Regions from separate parts of the Mus musculus genome. Here region 2 is linked to region 1. A link is a contact called in public Hi-C data. All regions are on one chromosome and are shown on one strand. Each heading gives the region's core, a stretch centred on a gene start, on an enhancer-like site or on the middle of the called end of the contact. The rest is flanking DNA. Distances are from core to core; before and after follow the strand shown.

Region 1 (7,245 bases), core at 2,925-5,424:
TTTTTATGTCTCACTTTTTCATTCCCCACTTCTACTTGTTAGTAGTTCTAATCTTGGAACTAGACACTATCTTCTCCCTGGCACACTTGATCCTTTAGGGCATGGTACTGTTGTCTGAAAACTAAAAGCTGCACTGTACTAAGTCTTGTTCTCTAACACACATGGACCTATAATTAAAAGCAGAAGCAAAATCAAAAGGGGTCCCATAAGGGTAGAAAGTAGGGTGGTGAAGAGTGCAAGATAAGGGCCTTTCCAAGGTTTTCTGCACGGTGGCATCTAATGTAGACTGAATCTCTAACTTGGAAGCAATGTGAGGCTTGCAGGTCTTCTTCTTTTTTTTTTTTTTTTTTTTTTTTTTAAAGATTTATTTATTTATTATATGTAAGTACATTGTAGCTGTCTTCAGACACACCAGAAGAGGGAGTCAGATCTCGTTACGGATGGTTGTGAGCCACCATGTGGTTGCTGGGATTTGAACTCTGGACCTTCGGAAGAGCAGTCGGGTGCTCTAACCCACTGAGCCATCTCACCAGCCCGCAGGTCTTCTTCTTTTGAGTAGGCCTTCTGGAGCTGCTTCCACACTCACTGTCTCACCCACTCAAGCGCCTTTAGCCTAGAGAACAAAGGCTGGGAAAGCAGCATTGTTAGCACTATGTACAGAGGCTATTTTTGCCAGTGGAGGGGGCCCCCCGTAGAGTAACTTATAGGGGGTCAGCCCAAACTTGACCAGGGGTGTTTCTAACCCTGAAGAGCACAAAGGGTAGGAGAGCTATCCAATCATTAGCGCCAGTCTCTGCTGTGAATTTGGTAAGGGTCTCTTTAATGATCCTATTCATCCTCTCTACCTGTTCTGAGCTTTGGGGCCTGTTCAATTAATCCCCAATATCTTGGCTAGCCCCTGACTTACCTGGGCAACAAAGGCAGATCCATTATCAGACCCGATTACCTTGGGTATCCCAAACCTCAGGAGATTTCTTCTGGGATCTTCTTGGCCATCACATTGGCTGTCTCAGTCCTGGTGGGAAAAGCTTCTACCCAGCCTGAAAAGGTGTCTATAAACACTAATAAGTACTTGTTGCCATATCTAGCTAGCTTAGATTCTGTAAAATCTACCTTTTAGTAGGCCCCAGGCAGGTCACCCCAAGCCTCTTCTCAGGAGTATACATGTAGTGTCTTGTATTAGTCATAGCACAGGCCTTGCAGCTTTTGACTATTTCTTCTGCCAAGTCAGAGAGTCCTATAACATAGGACCTGACCACACCTTTTAATTTCTTGGCCCCCAAGTGGGTCAAGTAATTTAAGTTGGTAACATACTTGTGTCCTTCTTCCCGTGGGAGAACTACTTTTTCCTTCTTCTGTTTTTACTATCCCATACGAGGTTTCCTTTAACAGTCCTAATTTGTCCATAACTTGATAGTCCTCGAGGGTGTATCTAAAGCTGGTCTCTCTGACATCATAATAATCTTTAGGCTCCTTGACTGCCAGGATCATTGCTCCTTGGGCCGCCTGTTTGGCAGTTAGGTCAGCCATCTGATTCCCTTTAGCCACAGCATCTCGAGTTTTCTGGTGTCCTGGACAATGTATAATGGCCACCTTTTTGGCAAGTGTATGGCCTCGAGGAGGATCAAAATTTTCTCTTTATTTTTTATGTCTTTCCCTGAAGATGTCAACAGCCTTCTTTGTCTCTATATTGCTCCGTGCAGTGGCAAAAGCATACCTGCTGTCAGTGTAGATGTTGATAGACTTCCCCTTTGCCATTCGTAGAGCTTGTATCAAAGCCACAAGTTCGGCTTTCTGGGCCAACATCCCTTCAGGGAGGCTGCTGGCCCAGATCACTTGCTTTCTGTCCACCACTGCTGCCCCTGCCTTCTGCTTACCTTCAACCACTAAGTTACTGCCATCCGTGTACTAGCTCGGACTCCCAGGCCAAGGCTGATCCTTCAGATCATTTTGAGTTCCATTTTCTTCTGCAAGAATGTCAGCGCAGTGATGAGTAGGTGAAGGGTCATCAGTCTCGGGCAGTAGGGTAGCGGGATTGAGAAGAGCAGGGGGAGTGAAGGTCACTCATTCAGTCAACAAAGCTCAGATAATGTGTCATTCGAGCGTTGGTCATCCATCGGTCAGGGGGCTATCAGATAATGCTTTCAGGAGCGTGGGGTGCCACTACTGTTATTTGCTGTCCCAGAGTGAGCTTATCCGCATCTTTGACAAGTAGAGCTATGGCAGCAATAGCTTTCAGGCAAGAAAACCACCTGCTGGCAACAGGGTCTAATTTCATCAAAGGCTTTCTGGTGATCTGGGGTCCACACAAATACCTCCCCTTCGTTGGTTAGGGGGTACAACGGGGCAGCTAAGGTTGCAGACCCAAGTATCCAAAGCCTGCAGAAGCCAGCGGTACCCAAGAATTCTCTTACTTGCCTTGGTGTAGTTGGGGTGGGGATCTGAGTTACAGTCTTTTTTTTCTGGCTTCCTTTAGCCACTGCTTCCGGTCTCGAAGGGTGTATCCCAAATAAGTAACTTCAGTCTGACACAGCTGAGCCTTTTTAGCTGAGGCTCGGTACCCCAACTCACCTAATTCTGTTAAGCACATTGGTCTTCTGTTGCCCAGGTTCCCTATCTGTCTAGGTCCTGTCTTTTTTCTTTATCTCCTACCACTTCGGCGAAAATTCTAGTCAAATTTCTCTCTTGTCTACGATCCCTCCTGTTCTCTTTCTTTTCTTCTGCCTCCCACCTCTCTCTTTCTTCTGCCTCCCACCTCCCCCCTCACATAATACACCTTCTCTGCCTCTTTCACTAGATCACGTAACTGTCTACCTCTTGTAATACACCTTCTCTTACCTTAGCGAAATTAGTGGGCCATTTTGAGGTGCCTAGGAGACCAGAGCCTGGCGATAGGATTTCAAGCTCTCCCTACCTTTAGCCATGTTGTAGTCCCAACTGGGGCGAGTCAAAGGGAATCCCATGTCCATCTCATTTTGTAGCTGTGTAGGCTGCCTGTCGGCTCCCGGGATATTTTTTCTAGCCTCTAATAGAATTCTCTCTCGCTCTTTATCTGCAGCAACTGCTGACAATCATCCCAAGTAGGCTGATGAGAGAACATAAGGGACTCCACCAACCCTGTGAGGCGTTGGGGATCCTCTGAGAAAGGAGCAGGGGGTGGTTAGTTTTCCAGTTATAAAGATCAGCAGAGGAAAATGGCCAATACTGAAGGGGTTGAAGGTTGGACGGGTCCACTGGAGTCCATCCGGACTCTGAGCTCTGCAGCTCAGTGTACCTGCAGCGGGTCTGCTTCTCGCCGCCCCAAGTGGGGTGGCAGTTGAGGCTGTGGATAAGAGGGAGGTAGTGGACTAGGCCACTCAGGAGGCTTCTCAGTCTCGGGATAGATTTTGGAGAAGCCCTTGGGTTAGCTGGTGGCTCTGATTCAGGAGAAGCCTTCACTTTTGATTTCTCTTGTAACACCAGAGCACAACCACAATTTTGGGAAGCAAAACCCAATTTTAACACTGTAAACAATCCATTTTCTTTAAAAATCAACACCAAAAACATTACTTGCTACAAAGTTTGGCTGCTTGTTCCTGCACACAAATGCAAGAAGGTGCAGCCCCCAATACCTCAAAGAGACACTGCCCTAAATCCTATCTTTTATAAGTCTGGTTTCTAGGTAAGAATTACATAGAATACTACCCAATTCAGGCGTATCTTTAGAGATCTGTTTCCACGGGTTGTCTCATGCTGCATGTTGTAGTTTTAAATTACTCCAACCCAGAGTTACCAGTTTTAAGCCAACTTTCTGTTACCAATGTTACAAATTTTTATTCATAACCAATACCTTATGAGCCAATAATCTATAACCAAGACATATAAAACATACTTATACCTTTAAAACCATTCAGAAACAAAAATGAAATGGCTGCAGACATTTGCTTATTTAAACCAAACAAAATTCTTAATTTTTTCTAGCTGTAATTTCAAGAGAGGAGCTCCTTGTTACCTGATGAATCCAATAATCACAAGCACAGAGATTTTGTAGGAAAAACAGCCATCAGTTCCCTTACCATAGAACTTGAGAAGCTGCTGGTCCCTTTAAGAGCAGTGTTTACAATCAGCTCCTAGCAGGGCTTCTCCAGCCACACTAGACTTCTCACTACAGGTGTAGGGCTCCAAAGATCAATTGATACTATTTACTTTTTCTTTTTCTCTCTCACCAAATAGTCGGAGAATACTGCTTTTCTCAAACCCCTTCTCTCATGTGTAAACTATCTCTAGTCAGGGTACAAAGTACAAATTACCTTCGCTTCTCTAGATTTTCACATAGCTCTAAACACATACACAAAAACACACAAAACAGAAACCAACAGATCCAGACACACATGACCCTTTCGTGTCCTCCACAAGCAGGCAAAAGAATTAGACGACTTCAGAGGGGGACGCTACCACTTCAACAACAGAACTCAGTCCATCTGACCAATCTCCAGAGACTACCATGCGTTCCTGGCTCTTCCCACTTCCCAGGGCATCCCCCAGGGTGGCAGCCTGTGGTCCTCCTAGCATGTCTGCCAACCATAGTCCTCCAGTCCTTACGGCCTGAGAGGACAGCTGCAAATACAAAGTACTCGTTTCAGAAAACCCCATCGTCTACAAACAATGTCGTCCACTTCCACTGGGACAACCAAAACCAGAGAAACCAAACTCAGGCAGATCCAAACTCAGGCTGATCAGAATAAACTCAGGCGGATCAGAATCTAAAACTCAGGCAGATCCAAACTCAGGCTGCGCCATGCTTCAGAAACAAAGGATGAGACACAGACAAACAACCCAACACAACAAGCGCACATTCCTTTCAGAAAACAGAGACACCAGCCAACACGCACACATTCCAGAGGGGATCCCCATACCTCCAAGTGGGTTCTCGGGTGTGAGGTGTGGCCGTGTTTCCCAGCCAATGCACCAAATGAAAGACCCACAATGTGAGGACTCCCCCACGTTCTGACTCAGGAGAGGTGACACCTCAAATCACTCATGAGAAACAGTCTTGATGCAAACTGCAAGAGGGCTTTTATTCCAAGAGCGCTCTGGGACCCACAGTTGTACACCATGCAGGGGTAGAGGACAGTGGGCCCACAGATTGTTTTTTATATTGATTATCTCATTTATTCATGATGAAACATATCCATCCAATTTTTTTATTACTTTTTTTTTTTTGCTTGTTTGTTTTCGAGATAGGGTTTCTCTGTGTAGCCTTGGCTCTCCTGAAACTCACTTTGTAGACCAGGCTGGCCTCGAAATCAGAAATCCACCCTCTTCTGCCTCCCAAGTGCTGAGATGAAAGGCGTGCGCCACCACTGCCTGGCTACTTTTATTTATTTATTTATTTATTTATTTATTATTTACATTTCAAAAAAGATTTTCCTTTATTTAAACACATTTACAGCATGCAGGTTAACTTAAAATTATATGTCGTTTTCCCAAACCAACTATGTTTAAATGTAACCCTAAACACTGAAAATAAAACAACATATTCCACAGGTAGACTTAGACTCTCTTCTGTTACCTCAAATCAAACTGAGAATTGCAAATAAATTTAGTTATGCATAGTATTTAGTTTCCTTAAATTAGGCAAATAATTTAATTGATCACCATGAATAAATACTATTCTTATTTCATTGAGTTTCTCTTCTGAACCAATTGCCAATACTACTCAGAGGAACATTAATATATCCAGTCACAAAAAAAAACCCACTGCAAATTAAAATATTTTCAATATTTTAGGTGATTAAAAATGTCCATTTTGTGTGAATGCTATATTTAATGGCCTATCATTGCAAAAAAGAGTTCAGTTCACTGAATAGAAATTTGTGAAATTCTTAGTATACTTTATGAAAGTTTTACAATCCAGTCATCACCCCCCCTCCTGGTCCACCCTCTGACAATTCCTCATCCCATCCCTCCCCCTCATCTCCAAGAGGATGTCCCCATGCCCACCCCCACCCCACCAGACCTCCCCACTCCCTTGGAGCCTCAGGTCTCTGGAGGGTTAGGTGCATCTTCTCTGACTGAGGTCAGACCAGGCAGTCTTCTGCTCTATATGTGTCGGGGGTCTTGTACCAGCTAGTAACATACACATAATTTTTTAAAAACTACATCTTTAAAAAGTTTGCTAAGGTATTTATACTTTCTCATTAAGACAGTGATTTAAAAGGAATTTAAAATTATGTGATATTAGATATTTACCTTGAGTTATTCTCCTAGGGAAGATTCGAAATAGGGGAGGGAGGATAGGAGGAGAGAGGAGGGAGAGAGGCTGTTACTGGGATGTAGAGTGAATAAATTAATTAACGAAAAGGAAATGGCATTTATAATAACTTGAGCTTGAAATTTAAATGAAACATAGAGGTTTTTTTTGTTGTTGAAAACTAACGTGTTACAGATTTCAAGTAGGTACAAATAATGTTGTGAATTAGACCCCTGGGCCATGAGCCTCTTTCACTGGGATTATAGCTCTGGAGTGAGAGGCCCTGGGTTCCAGCTGGGGAAGCAGGCATGAGAAGAAGGCTAGATTGTGGTCAGTCTTAGAGCAAATGACCATGAGGAGGAGGGGATAGAACCTTTCAAGTACTCATGGCATCTCCTCTGACTCTGTGTCCTTATGAAATGCTTAAGTACTCACTGGTCTAATTTAGCAAGCTATGACACATATGACACATATGACACATATGAGCTCCTGCATTCGCATGGCCAGGTAAGGGGCACAGTGAAAGAGTTCTGTGATATCTCTGAGCCCCTGGCCCTGGGTACTCCTGTAGCCCTTGCTTTTCCCTGAAAGCGTAACTGTCATGTCCCAGGGTTGGTTTCTCCAGTTACCTTAGACATCCTCCTAATGTATCATAACGTGCTGTTCCTTTGTACTGAATCGCATCTCAGTACACTTGCAGCGACGTCGAAAGTGATGCGAGTGTTGCTCAATAAAATCGATGCTAACTAAGAAGTGATGTTTAAATACTTTATATTATGTAATAATCCTCACTGTGTTGTTACATAATTGTTTAAGTCTAAGAAAATTGGATGGCATGGGACATGTTATAGCCACCTCATGTCTGAAATTACCATTGGGTGCATTTCTTTTGATTTCTACTTACATTATACATTCTCTTCTATTGACAGAGTATTTTATAAGCATATTCCTTTTTCTAATATTTAGCTAGCTTCTGATTGTTCAGTGCATCGATATGTTGGGCAGTTTTTAGA
Region 2 (7,245 bases), core at 2,329-4,828, 54 kb after region 1:
GTTATGGCACATGGGAGGATGAGGTGGGGGAATAAATTTAGGTCACCCTGGGCTGCAGATAGGTCCCGGCCCACACAGGCTACATAGTGATACTGTGTCTTTTTTTTTTTTTTTGAGACAGGGTTTCTCTGTATAGCCCTGGCTGACCTGGAACTCACTCTGTAGACCAGACTGGCCTCCAACTCAGAAATCCACCTGCCTCTGCCTCCCAAGTGCTAGGATTAAAGGTGTGGACCACCTTGTATGTATACCCAGGGAGACAAAATACTTTTGGGGAAGGATATTCAACTTAATGCTTGCCACCCAAGCAAAGCAGTAGCACACGCGGCACAGGTGTGCCCATTCCAGATTTCAATACTGAACCTCCACACTGATGCTCTGTGCCTAAACATCCTCATCTACAGATTGCGAAGGAAACATTGTAGCATCTTTCAAGAAGTGAGTGACAGCACCAGCAGACACATAGCAGGAAGAGTTGGCTTTTACACTTGCCTCATATTTAATACTCTCTAGGCTGGACTTTGTTAACTAGATGATGTTTTACCCTTATGGATAGATTGCTACATTATAAGCGATCTCAAGCTTATTTTTGACCTAACCAAACTCCAGAGTAAATCCACCCTATTTTCCTCGTAGAGAATGAATGCACAGTAAAGAGGAAAGCCCACGCAGTCAGGGGAAGAGAGCCACCACGGCCTTCAAGGAGACGTTCTGAAAGATCCCACATAGGAAGTAGAGCTCGGAGGTGTTTTCATCGTGTTTAATAGGCGTTCACAAAGAGGAGGTCGCCGCTGGGCGCCACTGGTCCTCACACACTGAGGATGGCCATTTACTTGCTGATTTCATAAAATTTAACATTTTAGAGGTCATTTTTTTTTCCAAAGTGATTTAAAAATCAGTACATATAATAGCCTCCCAATTTAGCTGAGGTATTTGTAGCTAATCTATATGACAATTGCTCTGAAAATGCATATAAAACTTGTAGGCTACAAAATGAACATCCCAACTAGTAAAAGCACTCTCGGCATTAAAAATAGTGTGTCAAAATGTAGTGTGTTTAACTAGAAAGTGTCACACTTATTTCAACTCTAGTTTTAAAATAACATGGCGTCACTTTAAGAGAAATGCTGTTTTTCCAAAATAGCAGAATTGTTATCTTTCCCCATGGTTTAAAAAATAAGTATTACCATCATGACATCACTAGAAAGAAATGGAAGCATACAAGGAATAAACTATAGTTTCTTTTTATATCAAAATGTACTCTTGAAAATGTGTTTGGCACAGTGCTAAATCATATATAGTTAATACTAAATATTGCAGGATACAATAAAACCCTGGAGTTGTTTACACCCTCTTATGGGAATGAAAATAATAGATACCAATTATTCAGAAGTCAGCCTGTACAAACTGTATAAACAATATTTTATGTTTTGCTTTGAAAACCAATGATATAATAAATTTTACATAAAAGACTGCAAAATAATATAAATGGATTTAAACAGATCTTTACAATAAGAAATTCAAATGGAAACAGACAAGTAACAAAGAGAAGTAAAAAAATTTATTGCAGTATTCGCTCCACCAGAGTGCCTGGGGACCCCTTTTCTTGTACTGTTTTCAGGGTGACCTAATACAACAAAATCTACATTTACAAAAACTCCTTCTGCAGATAGGTCATAGATACTGCATGCTTTTTTTTTTCTCAACAGAATAAATTATATATCCAGGAGAGTCTGCCATTTTACAGCCTGGAGAAACAACGCTTCCCTGGAAACTGGGCTAAGCTAAAGAAAGCCATCCGCTGCTAGGTTCAACTCCAAGAACACTTTATTAAGAACATTAACAGACTAATTTCCAACATTCACTTGTTTATTTTTTAAACAGAAAGTTTTTTTTTCCAAGATATAAACAATTTTGTTAAACTATAATACAGTGGGAGTAAAAACGAACCGAGAGACGTTTCTGCTGCACAACAGCGAAGGGAGCTCCCACAAAAATGTCTGCCCAACATTCCTTCCTTTGTTCCTGCATCCCAGGTTCCACTCTTCAAAAAACTGATTTTTTTTTGCCAGAATGTTGATAATTCAAGTTTTTTTTTTTGCCTTTTTAAAAAAATTCCTGTAAATTTGGCTGCATGTACAAATTCATTAGCTGGAAGTCCCATCCTTGGCGGCATACAGGGATCGTAAAGTCTGAACAACTTTATTAGTCAGCTTATTAGCACTCGTTAGAGCAATTTTTTTGTAAATAATGTCTGACTCTTTAATAGTGTCTACCCAAGGCACCAGTTTGCGGCCATCGCGGCGCTTGGCCTCCGTCCAGGAGCCGCTGTAGGAGCCTGCCATCCACTGGACACTGACGCCACTGCTGGTTCTCTGTACTACTCTTGCAATCTGTGGTCGGTCTTTGTACTTTGGACAGCAAATAGCGATGACATCCATGACGTCAACACTTTCATTCATCTGTGCTGCCAACTCCGTAGAGTCTGAATTTCGTTTTGACCTTCTCAATGACTAAAACATTGGGAGGGGAAAAAAGACCAAGTGTTACACAAAAGAATTTTAGTGAAATTATCGTTTTTATTGCTTGTAATCCCTTGACGCCGGGAGCTGGGATTCCCCGGCACATTCCATTGCCGGCAATGAGACGCACCGTGACCGCCAGCGCCAAGGGGTTAACGTATACTTGTAAAACCATATAGCTTTTAATTTGTACCCGTGTCTTTACTCTTGATATATAAAATTATTATATGTACATATAAACCATAAAGCTACATAAAACTTAGCAACAATAAAAAGGATAGCACACATTAATACAATCCAAAAAATTATTAATCCTTTATGCTGAATAAATCTCATTTCTGGTTTTTTATTATCTTTTATGTTAAACTTTCTACAAAAGGCTGTATAAATGGTTAAGTAGAGAATCTATCTACAAACTGCTTTGTTTTATAAGCATTACATTACTTGGAGTACATTTAATAGACTGACACACATAAGCACATAAAAATCATTTTACGTAATACGCTGGGAAATACGTTGACTCCTCCTCCGCCTCACCCCTGAAGTGCCTCCTCCTCTATCCTCCCCATCACTCTCCTCATCTTCTGTGTCTGCTGCTGTGTTATTTTTAGGGCTGCCTCCTCCAAGCAGCGAGGTAATTGCTTTGTTCCGAGCATTGGTGCTAGCTGACACCTCTCCTTCCTCTTCTTCTTCATCAGGGTCTAGATGTTCCATGAGAAGTTTAAACTAAAACAAGATTGAGAGTTTTCTGTAAATATTTAAACAACACTGCCAGATTTAGATGTTTTCTATGGTGGTGGTTTAGAGTGGGTGAAAGAGACCATGGCTAACTGTGCAAATCAGGGACTGACAAGTCTTTTCTGTACAGAGGCAGAATGACAGGCACTGCGTTTGGGGCTGGTGGGCATATGGTTCCTGCTGCAATTACAGCTCCCCACTGCTGTAGGAAAGCATATAGACTGATCATGGCCATGTCATTACAACTTTACAACAGAGGCTCGATTTGGATCAAGACCCATAGTTTGCTTGGAGGTGTGTCCAAGTCAACAAACATTCAGGAAATAAATATTGACTATTAATTGACAGGCCTTGGACTCAGTACTGGAGTTAAAGGCATGTACTACCACACCCACCCATCCACCATCCAAGCATATATGCAAGAAAAGCTAGGTGCACACATTTCACCCAAGCACCCAGTGTGCAGTGGAATCTCTGTGAGTTCAAGGACAGCCAGGGCTAGACAGAGGGATACTACTGAGAGAGGCGGTGGGATTGGGGGCGGGTGAATACAAGGAAAACCAATTAGTTGCCAGAAAGGAGAGGAAAATGGCCAGGAGGGTAAGGGACCCATGGCTTTAACTTTTAAGGACATAAGCCATTCACTCTGTTAAGCAATCCTCCGTCTTTGGCTGTGCACCGTGGTGGGAACAGTGGGAAAGTTAGCCCAACAGCCAGCCCGGGATGCTCCTGAGTTCGGTACTCACGTCTAAGTACTGCCTTACGATGCTCCTCTTCACATCCTCCGTCAGTTTGGAATTAGCCATGTCACTTCGCAGGAAGTCCAGTGTTTGTTTGGGATGAAAATGAACCCCTGTTTTCCGATTAATGGCTTTATCATACACTTTTGCAGATTCAGATGGAGAATATTTTTGAATTTTACTGTTTTGGAAATATAAAATCAGAATTTCAAAAAAGTTCATGCACATACTTAAACCGATTCTAACTCTTTCTTTCTTAATAATGACTCAAGTTTTAAATCCTACAGATCTCACCCAGTGAGAAGAAAGAAGTCAACATCAACTGAGTGCCCCTTTGCTCTCAGCGATGTCTGTACTGATGGGGACGAGAACAAGGCACCTGGCTCTGAGGAGGGACAGACTGAGAGTCCAGGTTACAGTAAATGCTGTCGTCTTGAAATCAGTGTCTTCCGTCTTTTTATAGACTACAACGATCTTTCTTACAACTGAGTCCAATTAACTGGTGTGCCGGCTAACTTTTGGTTCTTTTCTGTGGGAAGAACTCTGAACATTTATTGGGGCGTGTCTGCAGGTGTGTGTGTCACCTCTGCACGTGCATGGAGGCCAGATGACAGTTCACAGGAATTAGCTCTCTCCTCTCACTGTGGAGGCCTGGAGATTGACCATGGCTTGGTTGCAAGCACCTTTATGCACCTCGTCACCTTACTGGTCTTACTTCCTTGGTTTCACGTTCATTTATTTACTACAATTTTGTTTATGTATGTGCACATGTGGCTGTCAGTTCTCCCTTCCATCATGTTGGGTCTGGGGATGAGTCTCACAGTGTCAGGTTCAGAGGTAAGATCCACTTTATCTACTGAGCTAACTTATCAACCCCTCATTTTGACTCTTTGGATTTTTCATTGTCTATATAATGGCCAGAAAAACTGCTTGTAAACCTGTTTCAGATTTTTAGTGACTCTTAAAATTTTTTCCAACTCCTTACCGATACAATAATACTTTACACTGTTTTAAATTACTCTAAATCAGTTACCAACATTTCACATCCAAATATTTCTCTTAAAACCCTGCACTTGTAAGGCTTGCAGCAGAGCGTAAGAACCCAGCACAGTGCACGCATAGCAAACACAAGGCTCTGGCCCCATCTTCAGCGCTACATTAAAACGGTGGCTGGAGTTTTAGCACTTGTTGAAAACAGTGGGAGGAGCTCTCACTACCACATAAGCTCTCAGTGATAAAAGCTGTTAACTATGCTTCTCTCTCTTCCCCTTTCTGGTGTTAGGGACAGAACCCAGGGTAACCACATGCTACATCAGGATGCTATGCTCAACAGTTATAGCATTAAATGGCCCTTTACATGAAATAAACTGTACTGACTGGTTTTGTGTCAGCTTGGTAAGCTAGAGTCACTGGAAAGAAGAAGGAGCCTAACTGAGAAAACGCCGACATGAGTCTGGCTTGTAGGCAAGGCTGTTAGGCATCTTCTGAGTGACTGACGTGGGAGACCCAGCACTGCAAGCGGAACCACCCCTGCGCTGGGGGTCCTGGGTTCTCTAAGAAAGCAGCCCGAGCAAGTCACGATCAGCAAGCCAGTAAGCAGCACCCTTCTGACTTCTTCAATGTGGACGTACAAGCCAAATACACTTTTTCCTTGCCCAAGTTGCTCTGGTCACGGTATTCCATCCAGCAATAGTGACCTTAATTACGACACATACTCTTTACACTTGGCTACTGATATTATTTGACTTGGTGACTTTTTTTTTTTTCTTCTTTTTTTCTTTCCCCGAGACAGGGTTTCTCTGTATAGCCCTGGCTGTCCTGGAACTCACTCTGTAGCCCAGGCTGGCCTCGAACTCAGAAATCCGCCTGCCTCTGCCTCCCAAGTGCTGGGATTAAAGGCGTGCGCCACCACGCCCAGCTTGACTAGGTGATATTTTTACAAAAGATTTAAAAAGTTTGTATGTTATGTGTGTGTGGTGCTTGCACAGGCCAGAGAAAGCTGACAGATCTCCTATGGCTGCTTGGAACTGAAGCGGAATCTTCTGTAGGAGGAATAGGTGCTCTTAACCCCACCTTCTCAGCCCCACTTGGTGATTTAAAAAAAGAAAAAGAAAAGAATCTAAGCTCCCAATGACTGAGATGCTCAGAATGTCTCCAGTGGCTTCTGATAGTTCTCTATCTTTACTTCCTCTATAGTCAGGCTATGTCTATACTCTTACTGCACGGCATTTCTTGTTAAAACTGGGATATATTTTAAAATTAGACTAACTCTCTAATAAAGCATTTTTTATGTAAATCAATAAATTAGTAGTTCATTTAAATCTGGAATGCATGGAGTGAAGAAGTATCCTTTCCTTTCTTCTAATATTGTTCTATGGCGCCTGTGGATCCTCTACCAGGGCATGCTTTTCTCTCACTCTTATGTAAACTTACCTATCAGAAAATCCACAGAGATTCTTCAGGTGCTGCTTTAACATAAGAAGTAATAAAATACCCTGGGAAACATTTGCGAATTCAATCAAAGGGGCTGAATTTTCCGGCAAACACTTCATCACTGAATTTATATCATCTTCAGAGTCTGAGTCTGACTCCGAATCTACCCGCTTTCGAGACTTCCGAGGTCTGGACACTTCTTCTTCACTCTCACTGGACTCGTTCTCTTTAGCAGGGGACGTTTTCCTCTCTTTCCTTTTGTCTTTTACCATAGACTGAAAGAAAAAGGAAATTGTAAAAAACAAAACAATAAAACCAAAATGCCACTAACAGCTGCACAAAGCTTCCTTCAGCAGAGAGTTCATAAGCAAGTGGAGAAGTAAGCCTTAGGGCGGACTTAGTCCTAGGACTAAATCATGCACAGCACCCACCCACCTCCCCACCCAAAAAAGTGTCTACACCACTGAAAGGGAGATGACTTTCTCCTAAGGTCGGCAATGAGGCAGATGGCTTAGTTACAAAATATGTAAATGAGCCACTGTGGAATAAGAACAATGCTTATGATGTTTTGGATTTCCTCAGTTTCTGTTGTTATGTCTCCCTTTTCATTTCTGATTTTGTTGATTGAATACCGTCTCTGTGCCCTCTGGTCAGTCTGGCTAAGGATTTGTCTATCTTGTTGATTTTCTCAAAGAACCATCTCCTGGTTTTGTTGATCTCTATTTTTCTTTCTACTTGGTTGACTTCAGCCCTGAGTTTGATTACTTTCTGCCGTCTACTCCTCTTGGGTTTCTTTGCTTCTTTTTGTTCTA

Evidence for each region. A called contact is a pair of places that touch in the nucleus more often than the background predicts.
Region 2: a contact with region 1 is called in a Hi-C map of liver, with 1.8 times the contacts expected there. The contact joins two enhancer-like sites. A contact is called at or near these places in 4 of 39 promoter capture datasets (the C10 cell line, embryonic stem cells, hippocampal neurons and 1 more), 8 of 484 Hi-C or Micro-C datasets (Sertoli cells, cerebellum, cortical neurons and 3 more), 1 of 115 datasets of contacts at active chromatin or transcription factors (embryonic stem cells) and 3 of 9 other capture datasets (adipose tissue, embryonic stem cells and pancreatic islet).

What each region holds. Positions count from the first base shown.
Region 1 is chr15:8,234,532-8,241,776 of GRCm38.p6, forward strand. The region is part of intron 38 of Cplane1 (ciliogenesis and planar polarity effector 1); the gene reads left to right. Among named protein-coding and RNA genes, the nearest start is that of Gm41265, 15 kb to the left of the region's middle. Within about 2 kb of position 4,175, at least 2 of the 459 cell types and tissues checked have an H3K27ac peak or open chromatin away from gene starts, as enhancers often do. A contact at or near this core is called in liver, where this site is marked.
Region 2 is chr15:8,289,078-8,296,322 of GRCm38.p6, forward strand. Nipbl (NIPBL cohesin loading factor) reads right to left here. Exons shown (of 47, transcript NM_027707.3): 44 at 6,434-6,708; 45 at 4,007-4,181; 46 at 3,060-3,248; 47 at 747-2,513. The coding sequence ends at 2,148. Among named protein-coding and RNA genes, the nearest start is that of Gm52208, 13 kb to the left of the region's middle. Within about 2 kb of position 3,579, at least 7 of the 459 cell types and tissues checked have an H3K27ac peak or open chromatin away from gene starts, as enhancers often do. A contact at or near this core is called in liver, where this site is marked.